Linked DNA regions of Mus musculus: all the other regions are linked to region 5. Evidence: chromatin contacts called from public Hi-C and promoter capture Hi-C data. All regions are on one chromosome and are shown on one strand. The core of a region is the stretch at or near the end of the contact, and the rest is flanking DNA. Distances in the headings are between cores, read along the strand shown.

The links. A called contact is a pair of places that touch in the nucleus more often than the background predicts. Capture Hi-C pulls out chosen DNA fragments and counts their contacts.
Region 1: a Hi-C map of CD4 T cells shows a contact between it and region 5, with 5 times the contacts expected there. The contact joins the promoter of Septin11 here to the promoter of Ankrd17 in region 5. A contact is called at or near these places in 1 of 39 promoter capture datasets (pre-B cells) and 1 of 484 Hi-C or Micro-C datasets (CD4 T cells).
Region 2: a promoter capture Hi-C map of liver shows a contact between it and region 5, with 5 times the contacts expected there. The contact joins the promoter of Ccng2 here to the promoter of Ankrd17 in region 5. A contact is called at or near these places in 1 of 39 promoter capture datasets (pre-B cells), 2 of 484 Hi-C or Micro-C datasets (both in CD4 T cells), 2 of 115 datasets of contacts at active chromatin or transcription factors (astrocytes and large pre-B cells) and 2 of 9 other capture datasets (adipose tissue and liver).
Region 3: a contact with region 5 is called in a promoter capture Hi-C map of adipose tissue, with 4 times the contacts expected there. The contact joins the promoter of Nup54 here to the promoter of Ankrd17 in region 5. A contact is called at or near these places in 1 of 39 promoter capture datasets (pre-B cells), 5 of 484 Hi-C or Micro-C datasets (B cells, CD8 T cells, muscle stem cells and 2 more), 4 of 115 datasets of contacts at active chromatin or transcription factors (astrocytes, double positive thymocytes, embryonic stem cells and 1 more) and 2 of 9 other capture datasets (adipose tissue and liver).
Region 4: a contact with region 5 is called in a promoter capture Hi-C map of adipose tissue, with 4 times the contacts expected there. The contact joins the promoter of 2010109A12Rik here to the promoter of Ankrd17 in region 5. A contact is called at or near these places in 1 of 39 promoter capture datasets (pre-B cells), 3 of 484 Hi-C or Micro-C datasets (B cells, CD4 T cells and CD8 T cells), 2 of 115 datasets of contacts at active chromatin or transcription factors (large pre-B cells and regulatory T cell precursor) and 2 of 9 other capture datasets (adipose tissue and liver).

Annotation. Positions count from the first base shown.
Region 1 is chr5:93,092,135-93,094,834 of GRCm38.p6, reverse strand. Septin11 (septin 11) reads right to left here and starts at 1,419. Exons shown (of 10, transcript NM_001009818.2): 1 at 1,238-1,419. The coding sequence starts at 1,264.
Region 2 is chr5:93,266,191-93,268,890 of GRCm38.p6, reverse strand. Ccng2 (cyclin G2) reads right to left here and starts at 1,318. Exons shown (of 8, transcript NM_007635.4): 1 at 1,094-1,318; 2 at 132-269. The coding sequence starts at 269.
Region 3 is chr5:92,433,865-92,436,564 of GRCm38.p6, reverse strand. Nup54 (nucleoporin 54) reads left to right here and starts at 1,366. Exons shown (of 13, transcript NM_001359995.1): 1 at 1,366-1,561; 2 at 2,182-2,343. The coding sequence starts at 1,495. Gm42114 (a long non-coding RNA gene) reads right to left here and starts at 1,954. Exons shown (of 2, transcript XR_880431.3): 1 at 1,583-1,954; 2 at 496-972.
Region 4 is chr5:93,205,080-93,207,779 of GRCm38.p6, reverse strand. 2010109A12Rik (RIKEN cDNA 2010109A12 gene) reads right to left here and starts at 1,262. Exons shown (of 3, transcript NM_029363.1): 1 at 1,057-1,262. The coding sequence starts at 1,100. It overlaps Ccni (cyclin I), which reads left to right and starts at 1,285. Exons shown (of 7, transcript NM_017367.3): 1 at 1,285-1,866.
Region 5 is chr5:90,364,761-90,367,460 of GRCm38.p6, reverse strand. Ankrd17 (ankyrin repeat domain 17) reads left to right here and starts at 1,276. Exons shown (of 34, transcript NM_030886.2): 1 at 1,276-1,794. The coding sequence starts at 1,414. Gm9958 (predicted gene 9958) reads right to left here and starts at 464. Exons shown (of 1, transcript NR_045618.1): 1 at 1-464.

The sequences.
Region 1 (2,700 bases), core at 170-2,669, 2.7 Mb before region 5:
TAAGTGGGGAGAGCCAAGAGACTCAGCATCTGGGGTTTGGCAGCTTTCAACATCTAAGACTTTTCTCTGTATCTGCAAAATGTCAGGCCACCACCTGAAGCTAGCTGCAAAGTTCGAAAGGGAAAATTTAAAAAAAAAAGATGGGGTACTAGCCAGGGAAGGACTCCCCCGGAGTCGCCCCCAGGGCAGACCAGGCAAAAGTGGGCAATGAACGTTGACAAAGAAAACCCGAGAGAAGAGGACTCCGCCTTTCCCACTGGGCTTGGCTCCTTTCAATAAAAAGGAAAGGCGGCCACTGCCGCCACCGCCCCTTCCCTCCTTTTCACCCTAGGCTAGAGAGCAGACCCTAAACTACATCCTCAAAGTCCTACTCGCTCTAGCTGGCTGCCGGAGTTGGAAACCCAGAGCCTACACTCCCAGAGGCACAGCCCGTGGCGCGTACCCCAGCCCAGAGCATCCCCTCTCTGACTTCGGGTGCTGGGACACTTCTCCAGGCACGCACCCTCCCTTCCTCTTCCCGGAGCCCCGTATTCACTACTGCCGCCCCCGGCCTGCCAGCCGCAGAGTATTTCAGGACTTCCACCCACCCCGAAAGGGAGCCCTTTGAAAACTTTGTGTGTGTGTGTGTGTGTGTGTGCCTAGGGCTTTGTCCACATCCTGGGCAGGGCCCGGGTCACCCGGGTGGGCGCCTGAGGGTGTCCGGAATTTCACAATGCACCCGGGGGGGGGGGGAGTAAACCACCACGGAAATCCCACCCCTTTGACCCGCTTCTACGGCCGTGTGACACAGCGCTTCAGCACCCAATTCTCATGCCCGGATCGCCCCCAGGGCGCGAGAGAACCGCGAGGAAACCCTCCTCAGTCAGCGCCTTCCTCCTCTGTCACCAGCTAAGCCTTGTGCGCCGTGAGAGAGAGGTAGCTGGGGAAAGCAGCAGCTCAAGCAATCTCTTCTAAGGGCGCCTCACAGAAGGGTCCTTTTCTTCCCACATCCCCGAAACAGGGGCGCGCCAAAGCGATCTAATGTTGCATCAGGTAGGCTCTGAGCCTGCGGGCTCCCCAAGCTCCCCTCCGCCCCAGACGCGCGCCCAAATTCATGCACACACCCACAGCCCCCAACAGCCACCACCCAGAGCCCCCCTCCTGATCCCCGCAAGTCTCCACCCGCACGCGCCCCGAAGCGGAGACCACCCGGCGCCCCGGGATCAGCACGCTAGAGAAGTGAGGCCCCAGTACTCACACTCGGTCTCCCCACCGCCACGGCCATCGCGACTGTGGCTCTGGCTGCTCTTTACCGACACTGGCTGCTGCTGGTGCTCCGGCTCCCGCTGGCCTCCCCCGCGCCTCCCTCGCGGCTGCGCCCTGCTCGCGCCCGGCTCCCGCGCGCCTCCAGCCGCATCTGCTCGCCCGCGCCGCCCCGCCCGCTTTATTCCAGCAACATGGCCTCCCGCCTGGACTCGACCATTAGCTGCCCCGGGACGGGGGTGCAGAGAGATCCCCAGCCCCAGCCGAGCAGACGAACGCAGCAGGTGAACCGTGATCCTGGTCAGCTGATAAGATGATACGCTTTGAAGTCAGCCACCTTCCTTCCTGTGGCTTTCTTCCGTCCCATTAAAGCGTCCTGTGCCGGGACACTGCCCGACACTCCCCCTGTTGCAACACGTGCTGGGGTCCGCGTAAAAGCCTAGGCGCGGAGGTCCCAACCCCGAGCTGCCACGCGCTGCGCGGAGCCGGCACCTGGGGCTGCTATGGGGTGGGGCAGGGAGGCTAGGGGACCGCAGGGTGCAGAGGTTGTACCTCTGGAAAATTGACCTGGTGACACGCCCCACCCGGAGGAGCCCTCTTAGAAGGTGCGGTGGGTAACTTACTAGGGCCGAGCGCGCCCCACGAGGAAAGAATTGCCGGTCTGCTGGGCCTTCCATCAGAAAGGAGACTAAACCAGCTGCTGGAAGCCGTCGCTGTGGTGTGCGGCCGGGCTGGGGACCGCTTTTCCAGAAAAAGAGGACCTAGTCGTGAACGACCCAACCACCGCTGCTGGGGACAGGGAAATTAATTAATTAATTAAAAAAACTTGAGTGCTCGCTGGAAAAATTAAGCCGTTTGTGAGCTTGCTCCAGAGCTTTTCCCACCGTGTCACACTGGAGAGGTTACTGGTGCGAAGAGGTCAGTGGACGTGATATTGGATCCCGGAGACAGACCGGATGACCCAGGGCCCGGAGGCGTGCAAGCTCAATCCTGGCTGCGGGGTGTGGTGCACAGCGAAGGCGAGAAGCGGGTGACAAGTGGGTGCGACTCACAGCACAGGGAACTGGGAGGGCTCCTCCACCACTAAGAAGGACTTCCCCCCACCCCCACCCCCAGCAGATGTTGGAATAATTACAGTGTCTGAGTGGCAGGCGAAATGGCGGGGTCCTTGTACATACATCTGACATAGGCTTAACAGGGAGAAGTGTAATGCGCTGTGGGTGTCCACGCATGGTAGACCCACGATCACGTGAGGATAGCTACTCACGTGAGTTGAGGAAAGTAGGTGACTTGAAGCGCAGGGGAAGAGGCAAGGGAAGGGCTGTATTTAGCCCACATGAACGCGCCCACGGGGCAGGGGCGTGGGGGGAGAACTAGGGCGGGCATCTGAGAGTCATACCTGAGACTTCAAACATCCAAGTTTCTGGGAACCCACTTTTGGCTACGGGATTCAGATGC
Region 2 (2,700 bases), core at 69-2,568, 2.9 Mb before region 5:
CACGTTTTTTCTTAGTACGGTGAGGCCAATTTTGGATTTAACTTTTTAGCCTTTGGTACTGATTTGGTACGAGGAAAACCAAAAAGTTACCTTCCCACCTTCCCCCAAGTCCTATCAATTCTCAAATTTACCTCCGGGGTAGCCTCCATCAAGATCAGCCCTTTTTCCCGAGGTTGGTATCTCTGTTCTTGTTCCAGGTAGAAGTTCAACAATCCGAAAAGCTGAACCCCTTCGCCACCTGCCAAGTGCTTGGCCCCCAAATCCTTCATCTGCAGCAAATACACCGCGGCCGGTTAAGAATATAATCCGGATACGTAGGGTGTGAGAGCAGAAGGAGCTGGCCGCGATCCCTCCAGCTAGGGGCGCCCCAGATCACGCAAGCCAGAACCGGGTGAGGGGGGGATCGGTCACGTCCGCCAGCCTCAGGGGAATCCTCCCCTAAAGACATGGAGGCGTGGCATGGGGGGGCAGTATCTCGGTCACCTCCGCTGGCCAGGGCTAGTTCTGATCAGCTCTGTGGCCGACAGCGTTTGACGTACAGGAAAAGTGTCCAAGAAGCGTAATGTCCCCTACTGTCCGCATCACCTGGACAGCACAGCAGGGACTTCTAACTAGACTCTAGGCCCTAGAGGAAAGCGGGGGACCGGAAGACTGAAGCCACCGAAGCGGGTTCTGGGGCGGGGCGTTGCACAATAGGAGAGAAGGGAGGGGGAGTCTCGAGACTGAACAAAGAACTGGAAGGAGGCGGCTTCGGAGCCCCGCCCCGGGAGCCCGTCGCGGAGCCCACCTCCAAGCTACCCCCGCAGCTTCTGCAGCTTTGACGAGCCCCGCAACTCGAGACAGGGCGGCCCAGTAGCTTGGGGGATGCTGGGGAGACAGTGGGGAGTCCAGTACGCCCGCAGCGAGCAGTAGCCTAATACTTGGGCTCAGTAACGGTGCGAAGCCCCGGGGCTGTCAACCCACCGTATAGCCTCAGAACACCCTGGAGCCCCTGTCAGTCCCTCAGCTGCGGCTGGGGGACTCCACCATCAAAGCAAACCGCGATCCAGACCCGGAGCCACCAAACCCAGAGCCACCCGGGAGGCCCACTCACCGTGTCGGCCCCGGCGTCACGGACCGGCGCGGCGGGGGCGTCCGGACCCGTCTCCGAGCTCAGGGACCAGCCTCCTCAGCGGCACCCCGAGACCCGCATCCGACCTCCCCGCCGCCGCCCGGCCTCACAGCCCCGGCTGCATCTTGCTCCTCAGCGGGGCTCAGCGCCCGCCCTGCACCGCCACCTCCTCCCGGCTCCGCCGCAGCCTCCGGAGCTGAGCAAACCCCTTGTTTTTGTTTTGAGTCTGCGACGCCCCCAAGGGGCGGGGCGCGTGACTGCGCGCGGAGGGATCCTCGCTCGCTCGCCCAGTGGATCTGAGAAAAAGAGTCCCTGCTCCGAGCCTCAGTTCCCAGCCTCTCTTGGCCCCTTCTGTTCCTCTTGGCCTTGCGGAGCCAGGATCTATGGTAGGGAGTGGAATCTGGATTCCAGCCTCATTTCAGAATGGAACCGGAAGGGAGCAAAGATGAGCGAGCCGATCGGAGAGCGGAAGGAGACAGTTTCTGGACGCCTCACACCTTTTAAAGGTCCCCCGATTTGTTTTGTTTTCGCTGTTTTGAAAAGTCCGCCCAAAGTAGCGGGCTCCCTGATTGGACAAGGGTGGGGCAAGCCGACTGCTGAGGACTTGATTTAATCTCGAATCTGGATTGGCTGGCCGACTGGCTGTTGCGTCCTCTGATTGGCTCTCAATATATCCCGACTCTCTTATCTTCTTCCGGGGCCTTAGCAACTCTGGGGTCTGGATTGCGCATGCTTGGGTGGGTGGCATTTGTGGTGCTCGGTTACGTGCCGGGGTCCACAGCTGCCTAGGAACTCTAGCTCAGTCTAGGCGAGGCCCGAGGCTGTCGCCTCTGGTCACACCCCGAAAATCCGAGGTCACATAACTCTGTAACAGCGTTTCCAGGAGTGCAGAAGGGCGTCCTGAACTTCTTAGTTGTACCACCGGTGTATTTTGCAATAAACAGTCAAGCTCTTAACATTCCAAGATGCTTACCGAGATAATTTTTTTTTAATCGATCTGACTCAGGAAAGAAAAAAAGCTAAATTCAACTAGTTGGTTACACAGCTGACTTGTTGAAGTTGGGCGGTGGGTAGTAGAGACTGCATTACAGAATTGTGAGTGCATTTGTGTGCCTTGAAATTTTTTTTCCATAATAAAAAGTTCAAAGGAGGGACCTTTCAATAAAAACTGCAGATTGATGAGGGTATATAGATATCTAATAAGTGTGCTTCTAGAGGTTATGGTTGTACTGTTTGCTTTTGGTTTTAATGAAGGCTCCCACAGCCTCTTGGTTCTTGATCGCCCATAAATTATCATTTATTGTCTATTATAATTAACGTTGTTATTAAGCTGACACCTCTCCTAAGGCAGAGCAAAAACCAAACCAACTAGATGCCTTAGGCAGGGCTAACTTTCACACGGAGTGGAGTATCTGTCGGGAGGCAGGAAAATTCCCTAGATTGTTTTGGTTTTGTTTGTTTGTTTTACTTTCTATTCCCTCAGATCTCTGCCTCCTAACAAACATGCAAATCGGTAACTTAGAGCCTTCATGAATTCTAAACAGCTAGCCTCTCCGAAATGAATTTTTTACTCTTGGGTGTGTTTTCTG
Region 3 (2,700 bases), core at 117-2,616, 2.1 Mb before region 5:
TCCCCTGGGGCTTGCTGGCTGGACAGTCTTGCCAAATAAGCGATGAGATCTAGATTTATTGAGAGACCTTGTATTAGAAATTAAGAGTAAATTAGGAAGACACCCATGTCAATCTCTGGCCTTCAGGCACGTGTGCACATATGTGTGTATACACTCTTCCCACACATGCATGTGCTCTCTCTCTCTCTCTCACACACACACAAAATGGGGCAAAGAGGTTCCTGAGAAAACTAAAATTAGATCTACCACATGACCCAGCTATGTCTATAAGGACTCCAAGTTAGTCTATCACATAGATGTATATCAATCTCTACTGAAGCATTAGTCACAATTGTTAACAAACCTAGTTGCCTAACAACAGAGGGATGGATCAGAAACAGAGGATGGTATATACTCAAAAGAGTTTTCAGCCCTAAGAAGGAAGTTATGTTGTCATTTGCACAAAACTGAATATCACTGGAGATAAACATTATTAAGTGAATTAAGCCAGTCACAGAAGGAAAAAAATTCATTTATGATTCCTAGGTTTAATTAAACACATAAATCATATGACATGGAAAATGAAGTAAAATTACTAGGGAACTAATGGGAGAGACAGGGAGAAGACAGAAAATTTAGGAGTAGGAATATATATTCAAAATACAACATAAACTTGTATCAAGATGTCCTAATGTAACACAGTGCCATGTACAATAAATATTTTTAAAAGGAGAAAAGAATCGGGGCTAAGTAGAGAAAAACCAGCGAAGTGACTTTGGGGATGCTGCTTTGCAACTCTAATCCTCAGTCCTCCTGTCTCGTCTGTGCCAATTAGTCAACGACAGAAATCTTCTCTGTGTAGTTGAGGATTAAATGTTCCCCAGAAGTGCGATGCAGGGCACAGATTTTACCAGTTAGTGGGCCCATTTGCTTCATCGAGGTCAGCCCTTCTTCTTGGTCAATGACAATAGTAGTAAACTGTCTGAAACGCAGCTGGGGGTTTAAAAAAATATGCAAAAACAATTACTAGCGTGCATTCCACATAGCTAACACACGTGTTACCACCATCGCCATCATCTTTCCATCACTCTCGAATGCCTCTTTCTCAACTGCTTTATCTACTCAAACCTCCTTTCCTCCGGGAAGGACCGCTCCTCAGAGGTAAGGGCAGTACTTTCACGCGGTCCCTGCACACTGTCACTTCTCTAAAGTGGCTTCAGAGAGCCACCATACAACACCCCATGTCCAACTTCTCATCACTTCCCCTTTGTGGTGACGCCCCACACCACGTGAAAGCCACAAACACACCCCCGGAAGTGATCGGTGGTAGGCGTTCCCGTTCGATCATCCCACCCACTCCATCCTTGCTTGGTTCCTGCCTGCTCCGCTTAGACCGGGAAGGAGGCGGAACTAATGGTACGGACCGCCTGACGGTTCCCAGCCGGACAGAAGAGCGGAGGGCACTGGGCGTCGCGCCGCGCGAGCCCGGGGCCATCTAAGTGCTGCTCCCGCGACATGGCTTTCAATTTTGGGGCTCCTTCGGGCACTTCGGGCACCTCTACAGCCACCGCGGCACCGGCGGGTGAGTCAGCCCTGGGCCTACCTTCTTCCTCCAAGGAACCAAAGCCTCGGGCCCGCCCCCTCGATCCGATCGGTCCGGCTGGGGGGTCCCGGGGTTGCCCTGGCACTCGGGACACCTTGGAGTCATTTGGAGAGGGCGGTGGCGGTGGTGGCGGCGGCGGTGGCGGTGGGAGGGCCGCGGGCTGCTCAGGCTCAGCCTGGGGCTCGCACAGCACGCTCAACCCGCGTGGCTCGGCCGCCGCGGTGCTTCCCGCCATTGGGGTGTCCGCCCAGGAGAGGCCGGAGGCTACGCCCCTCTCATTTCCCGGGACCCCGCGTCCCCTCGTCCGTCTCAGCCTCAAGGTCCAGACGGGTAAAGTTGGAGCCAGGCTGCCCGCAGCTCCCTCTGTCCCCTCCCCAGCCCGGGGGGGGGGGATGCTCGGCCCCCGCCCGTGCTGCCCTTCGCTCCTTCTGTCTGTCCGCACCTTGGCTTTCTTCCCCTGATCCGGTGCAGGTCAGGTTTGTTCACGCTGTGAAACCTCTTGCTGATTCTTGTAATTCTTACCTTTCTTTCTTCTCCTTTTCTCTTTCCCTCCTCTCACCTTTTCAAATTTTTGTTTCTCTTGCCTCCACGACTATCAGGATTTGGTGGGCTTGAGACTGCCAACTCCACCGCCGGTGGGTTTAATTTTGGGGGTTTCGGATTAACCGCTAACCCTGCAGTGAACTTTAATATTGGGAATTTCGGTGTTTCTACTACCTCGGCGACTCCGTTCAATTTTGGTAACAGTCTGGCGAGTGCAGGTAGATACTGGGGTCATGTGTGTAACGAGTATGGGGGCTGGAGTCCAAGAATGTTCCGATGTCCCTAGAGTTTGGGGGAAGAAATGGCACTTGTCTAATAAAGAAAGGGGTTTATTTCCTAAGATCAAATCAAATATATTTAAAGTTTTGGCTGCTTTAAAAGATGTGGGTTTTGGAAAGCCTTAAAGAATTAGAATGCACCTTGGTTGGATTTTCATTTAATGATACAGAGCACAGCTTCCAAATGATAAGTTGGGAACCGAATATTTTTTAAAACATTAGCTTTAGCAGAAGGTAAGCGTTTCCCTGGGATTCTTGGACTCCTGCAGTCATTTTTCATTTTTTAATACATATTTC
Region 4 (2,700 bases), core at 13-2,512, 2.8 Mb before region 5:
AGCAGGTTAAAGGCGTTTCCACACTGGTCTGAAATTTTCCATCTTAATCCTTCTGCTACTGACACTTGTTTATGAGGTCAGAAATCAAATACTGAGAGCCTTTCACATACAGAAATGCAGTATAAAACAAACTATACAAGATCCAGGCCATCCATGAGTTCATATGGGGAGGGGATGGCTATAGAGTAAAACAGTCTTTTGGGTAATTTCATACAGTGATCAATGGGTATCTCTGTGCCTGAGTTGCAAACTCCTTGAAGACAGGAGCCTTTTGTTTTCAAGCTAATTCCAGTTCTGTAAAAACCTGATCGGGTTTTTTTTTTGTTTTTGTTTTTGTTTTTTTCCAGTGATGTAAAATGAATGCTTGACTAGGTAAATGGTTAAGTTCCAGGTCTCCCCTTCTTCCCAAAGCTATCTGCATTCTTTTCATAAGTAGAACCATTGTAAGATTTGCAAAATTTACCAACTGGAGTAAAAAGTACTCAAGTAAATAAAACACATTTAGTTCACATTCGTTAAGGACCTAGTTAGTGATAAACAGGACCCTGAAATACTAGACATACTGGCTCATGACTAGAATTCCATTGGCGCACAGCCAAGCCGTCAGTAGTCTAATCCACTGTTTTTACAAGTAGCCTTAAGCACGCAGGATATGATCCCCTTAATTTTCTTAATTCTAAAGTGCTTCAGTCTCCCATCACCCACAGGATGGTTAAAAAGATGCATGTCCTTACTCACTAATAGGAACGGGACAACATAATTTTGCGTAAGGTCAACAAAGAATGTGATCTTTACACAAAAGATCTCCATCCACGTCTAATAAATTCGTTCAGGAGGGCTAAGGACAAGTTGGGCTGGGAAACACTGGGAGACTCTAGGTTGGGCGCAGGCGCTCACCCAGAAACCCTTCCCTGAGGCTAGGCTCCTTTCTTTCCAGAGGCGCATGCGCAGCACACTCTCCGGCCACTGCACGCCTCCTCGGCTAACAAGCCTCTTACGTCACCGAACAGGCGGCGGGGGTTCTTCCGCGCGCCCGAGGAAAAAGAGTCCGCGCACCTTTCCTTCTCTTTGTGCACACAAAATGCACTTTCCCTTTTCATCCCAGTCCCAGCGCCTTCCCCAGGTCGTCTCCGGAAGCTCGTCTTTGTTCAAACTCTCCTGTGCGTCCATAAGACACGGAAGTTCGTCTTTGTTCAAACTCTCCTATGCGTCCGTGGGACACCGGAGGTGGCCAGGAAGAGACGAGAACACTGGCGTTGTTTACAGACACGCGCGGCCGAAATCAGTCCGCGAGGGCGGGGCTAGGCGGCCGGCGCTTTTTCGTACGCTCCTCCCTCCCCAGCCTTCCCCCGCGAGCGGACGCGCCAGCGCCTCTGTCTCGCTTTTTCTTATTTTCTCCCCCTTTCCCCTTCCTTTTCTTTTCTTTTTTCCCCTTCCCCCCTTCCACCATTTCCCCTCGGAGGCGTTTCCCTCGGGCAGGGGCAGAGCCGGCCTCACCCCGCGCCTCTCCCCGGCCCCCGCCGCCCTATGGCGAGAGGGCGCCCCCTCCTCACCCGGGCACCAGCGGCGGCGGTCGGAGGAGCGGGACCGGCGGCGGCGGCCTCGGGCCCAGGGTCATCATGGAACTAGTTCGCTGAGTGACCCCTCGGCCGCAGCCGTGCGTCCCGCCCGAGTACCCGCGCCCGCCGGCCCGGTTTGCCCTCTTCTCCCTCCTCAGACGGCCCGGCCCTGGTCCCGCGCGCCCCGCTGCCGCGCGCCGAGGATCATGAGGTGGTAACGGGCCCCCGGATGACCCCGCGTCACCACTGTGAGGCCTACAGCTCTGCCGGGGAGGAGGAGGAGGAGGAAGAGGAGGAGAAGAAGAAGGTGAGGGCGGGGGCGCGGCGCGGTCGCCGTGCGCGCCGCTGGAGTGGGAGCTCGCGGGGGCGCGCGCCGCTCCCCCGAGGACCGGTCCCCTCGGCGAACCTTTCCTGGGCACCTCGGGGACCCCCTCGCCGTCTCTGGCAGCGCTGCGTGGGTTTCCTTTGAGCCCGGCCTTTTTTTCTTTTTTTTTTTTTTTTTTGGTCCCCAAGTAACTTGTAGCCACAGCCCGTCACCGACTGGGGTGCCAGTTCCAGGCTCCGCGAGCCAGTGCTAATAAAGAAGGTGACACACCCCCACCCACAGAAGCCACCGATCCCTCGTGACCACCGAACATAATTTACCGGGCAGAGTATTGTGAATGTCAAGCCAATAGTTATCTTCCTCTGCCCTACCCCCCCCCCCCCCCGCCACCCACACACCGCGCGCGGGAGTGTAACGTCGTCTAGGGCTTGGGCCGGTGGAGGAAACTAGAGAGGTGAGGGAACTGAGTTGCATCATAAAGGACAGAAAAATGCCGAATTTTGCAAGAGCTAAATGCTCTCTGCAGAGTTAGCCTGCTCCACCGCAGGTCATTTAGGCAGAAGTTGAACATTGTGTAGTAAATTCGTGGAAAGTGTGAGGTAAATAGATCAACGAGGTAAATGGATCAACTGAAGGTCTTAGAATAGCAAAGTAAAATACTTACGTTTCACTTTGTCAGTGAAGAGCCATTGAGTGTTTGAACAGCAGCCTGGTAAACCTAGAAACTTTCTGGACAGCTAGGGATGGAGACATACACACACATACATATATGTATGTACCCTGTCTTAAAAGGGGTTAAAAAAAGGGTTAGGTTAA
Region 5 (2,700 bases), core at 27-2,526:
ATCTGTCTTTGATGTTTGCTTTATTTTCCTTATGTCACTACTCGTACTAGCCCAGAAATGGCTAATTCTGAGTTCAATAAGCTACATAAACATGACACGGTGGTGTACAGACCCATATAATCTCAGGAAGATCGCCAGTTCAAGGCTAGCCTGGGCTACACTGGAGACGTCTGTTTGAAGAAGAAAGCTACATTTCAATCGGTCTGCAAGTTTTCTAAGTACTCAAAATGATCTCAGAATCCAGACCGAGAAATGCATACGATGATGGCCCAGCTCCCACACCCACCTCTTCGGAAGTGTATAGTCTTAAAAATCACTAGATTCCGTTCCTGCACATTACAAAGGTGTACAAAATAGTCAGATTTAGGAAGCCTAGGACCCGAGACTCAAACTCGGACAAGAGTTTTCTAAGTGAGGACGTGATCGCTCCAAGGGATGGTGGAGGGGAAACAGTTTTCTTTTGGACCTGACTTCAGTCTCTCTCCTCTCACGAAGTTCTCTCGGAAGATCCAATGCTCTCTGGCTTAGGCGGTGGAGAAAATGGCCAGGCAGGAAAAGTCCATCCAGGAGGTCCGGGGCGAGGCCCCACCTCCCGGATCTGAGGGGCCAGGCCTCGCGCTCGCCCAGCTTCCCCCGCGCTTCTGCGCTCGCCCCCGACTTAGCCCGGGCCCCACTGCTCGCCATCCCACTGCCTCTGCTTCCCTGCGCCCACGCACGCACGCTCGATCGCTCGCTCGCTCGCGGGGGAGCCCACTCCCCGGCCCTGGAGTCTGCACTTGGGAGAGGCAGGCAGGGCTCCGCGCTCGCGCGGCCGCCGCGGCGCCGGCTGATGGCGTCACCCGCGCTTCCGCCTGCGGCTGCGTTCTAATACGAAGCCAGGAAGGAAGGAGGGAGGGCTGCAGGGCTGTGTGTGTGGGGGAAGTAGCGCGGAGAAGACAAGCCACCCAGGCGCTCGTTCGCCCGCCCGCTTGCTCGCTCGCTCGTTCATTCGCTCGCCCGCCCGCCCGCCCGCGGTCCCTGCTTGCGGTCCCCGCTCAGACTCGGTCTCCCCAGAGGAAGCCACTCCAGGCGCACTCCCCCGGCGGCTCCTTCCGGACGCCTGCTCGGCTTTCCCGGGCACGGCGTTCGCGCTCCGCCTCGCCCCCCCTCAGCCCTCCCGCTCTCTCTCCCTCCCTCCCTTCCCTCCCTCCCTCTCTCCCTCCCTCCGCCAAGCTCCCCGCCCTTAGTATCGCGAGACGAGGTGAGAGCTGGCGGAGCGGCGGCGGCGGCGGCGGCAGTAGAGGTGACCGAGGCGGTGGCGGCGGCGGCGGCCCGGAGCGCTGTGTCGGCCCCGGCGCGACCGAAGTCGCGGTAGAGCGGAGCCCCCCCACGCCCCTCCCCCGTCCGCGTCCCCCACCCCCTCTTCCCGCGGGGATGGAGAAGGCGACGGTTCCGGCGGCGGCTGAGGGAGAAGGGAGTCCCCCGGCGGCGGCGGCAGTGGCGGCCCCCCCCGCGGCGGCGGCGGCGGAGGTCGGCGGCGGGGCTCGCCCGGCCTCTTCTCCTCGTGGGATGGTGCGAGTCTGCGACCTGCTCCTGAAGAAGAAGCCACCGCAGCAACAGCAGCAGCAGCAGCCGCCGCACCACAAGGCCAAGCGGAACCGGACTTGCCGACCCCCGAGCAGCAGCGAAAGCAGCAGCGACAGCGACAACAGCGGCGGCGGTGGCGGTGGAGGAGGAGGAGGAGGCGGCGGCACCAGCAGCAACAACAGCGAGGAAGAGGAGGACGACGACGACGAGGAAGAGGAGGTTTCTGAGGCAAGGGCCTGGTTTCACCTCGAGGAGGGCGGAAGGGACCGTGGAGGGCCTAAGGTGGGAGGGGACTCGCGGTGGGACCGAGCCCTCGGGGCTTACGATCTGCCCTGAGGGACCGGGCTTTCGGCTGCCCCCTTTCTTTGCTCGGCCTGAGTCGTGAGGTGTGGGGACGTGGGGGAGGGTAGCTGACACGTGGGGGTGGGAGGACCGGAGAGTGCACGGAGTTGCCGAGAAGCTGGCTAGCCGAGGATGCTGCTTCGCAGGGTGAAGGGTGGAGGGATTGATTGGTCGGATTCCCGGGTGGCACTTTGGGGCCGAAGGGTGGTCTCTCTGGGGCCAGTAAGGCCACCTCATTCCCGGGGCGGGGGCGGAGCTAAAGCGGGAGGGGTAAGATAATAGGTAGGAGAGTCTCCGGGGGACCGACTGCGAGCTTGGTAGTTTTCTGTCAGTGGAAGGTGGCCGGGAGCAGTTGTGGAGGGGCGGTAAGATTGTAATGGACTCGGAGCTAAGTATTTGTATCTGGGAGAGACACGTGAGAGGCTGTACTTTTCCATACTGTTTTGCTGCAGGGCTTTTTCTTTTCTCTTTCTCTCTCTCTCTCTCTCTCTCTCTCTCTAAACTCGTGGCTGCTGAAGTACTCTTCGCTTCCTCGATTTGTGAAAGATTTATGGATGAGCCGATCTTCTATCCCTCCATATGCGTTTACAAGTGACTTAGTACGTAAAAATTGTTAGGTGCTCTGCGTGTATGTGTAATAATCCATCGGGTTCTCCCTTAATAAGAAATAATCAAACCATACCCCGCTTTTATTTAATTAACTTTATTTATTTATCTATTGTAAAGTAAGCAGGGATGAAGTGTCTGTTTTGCACCCGGGCATGGTTGTGATTGGGATAGGGAGGCCTTATG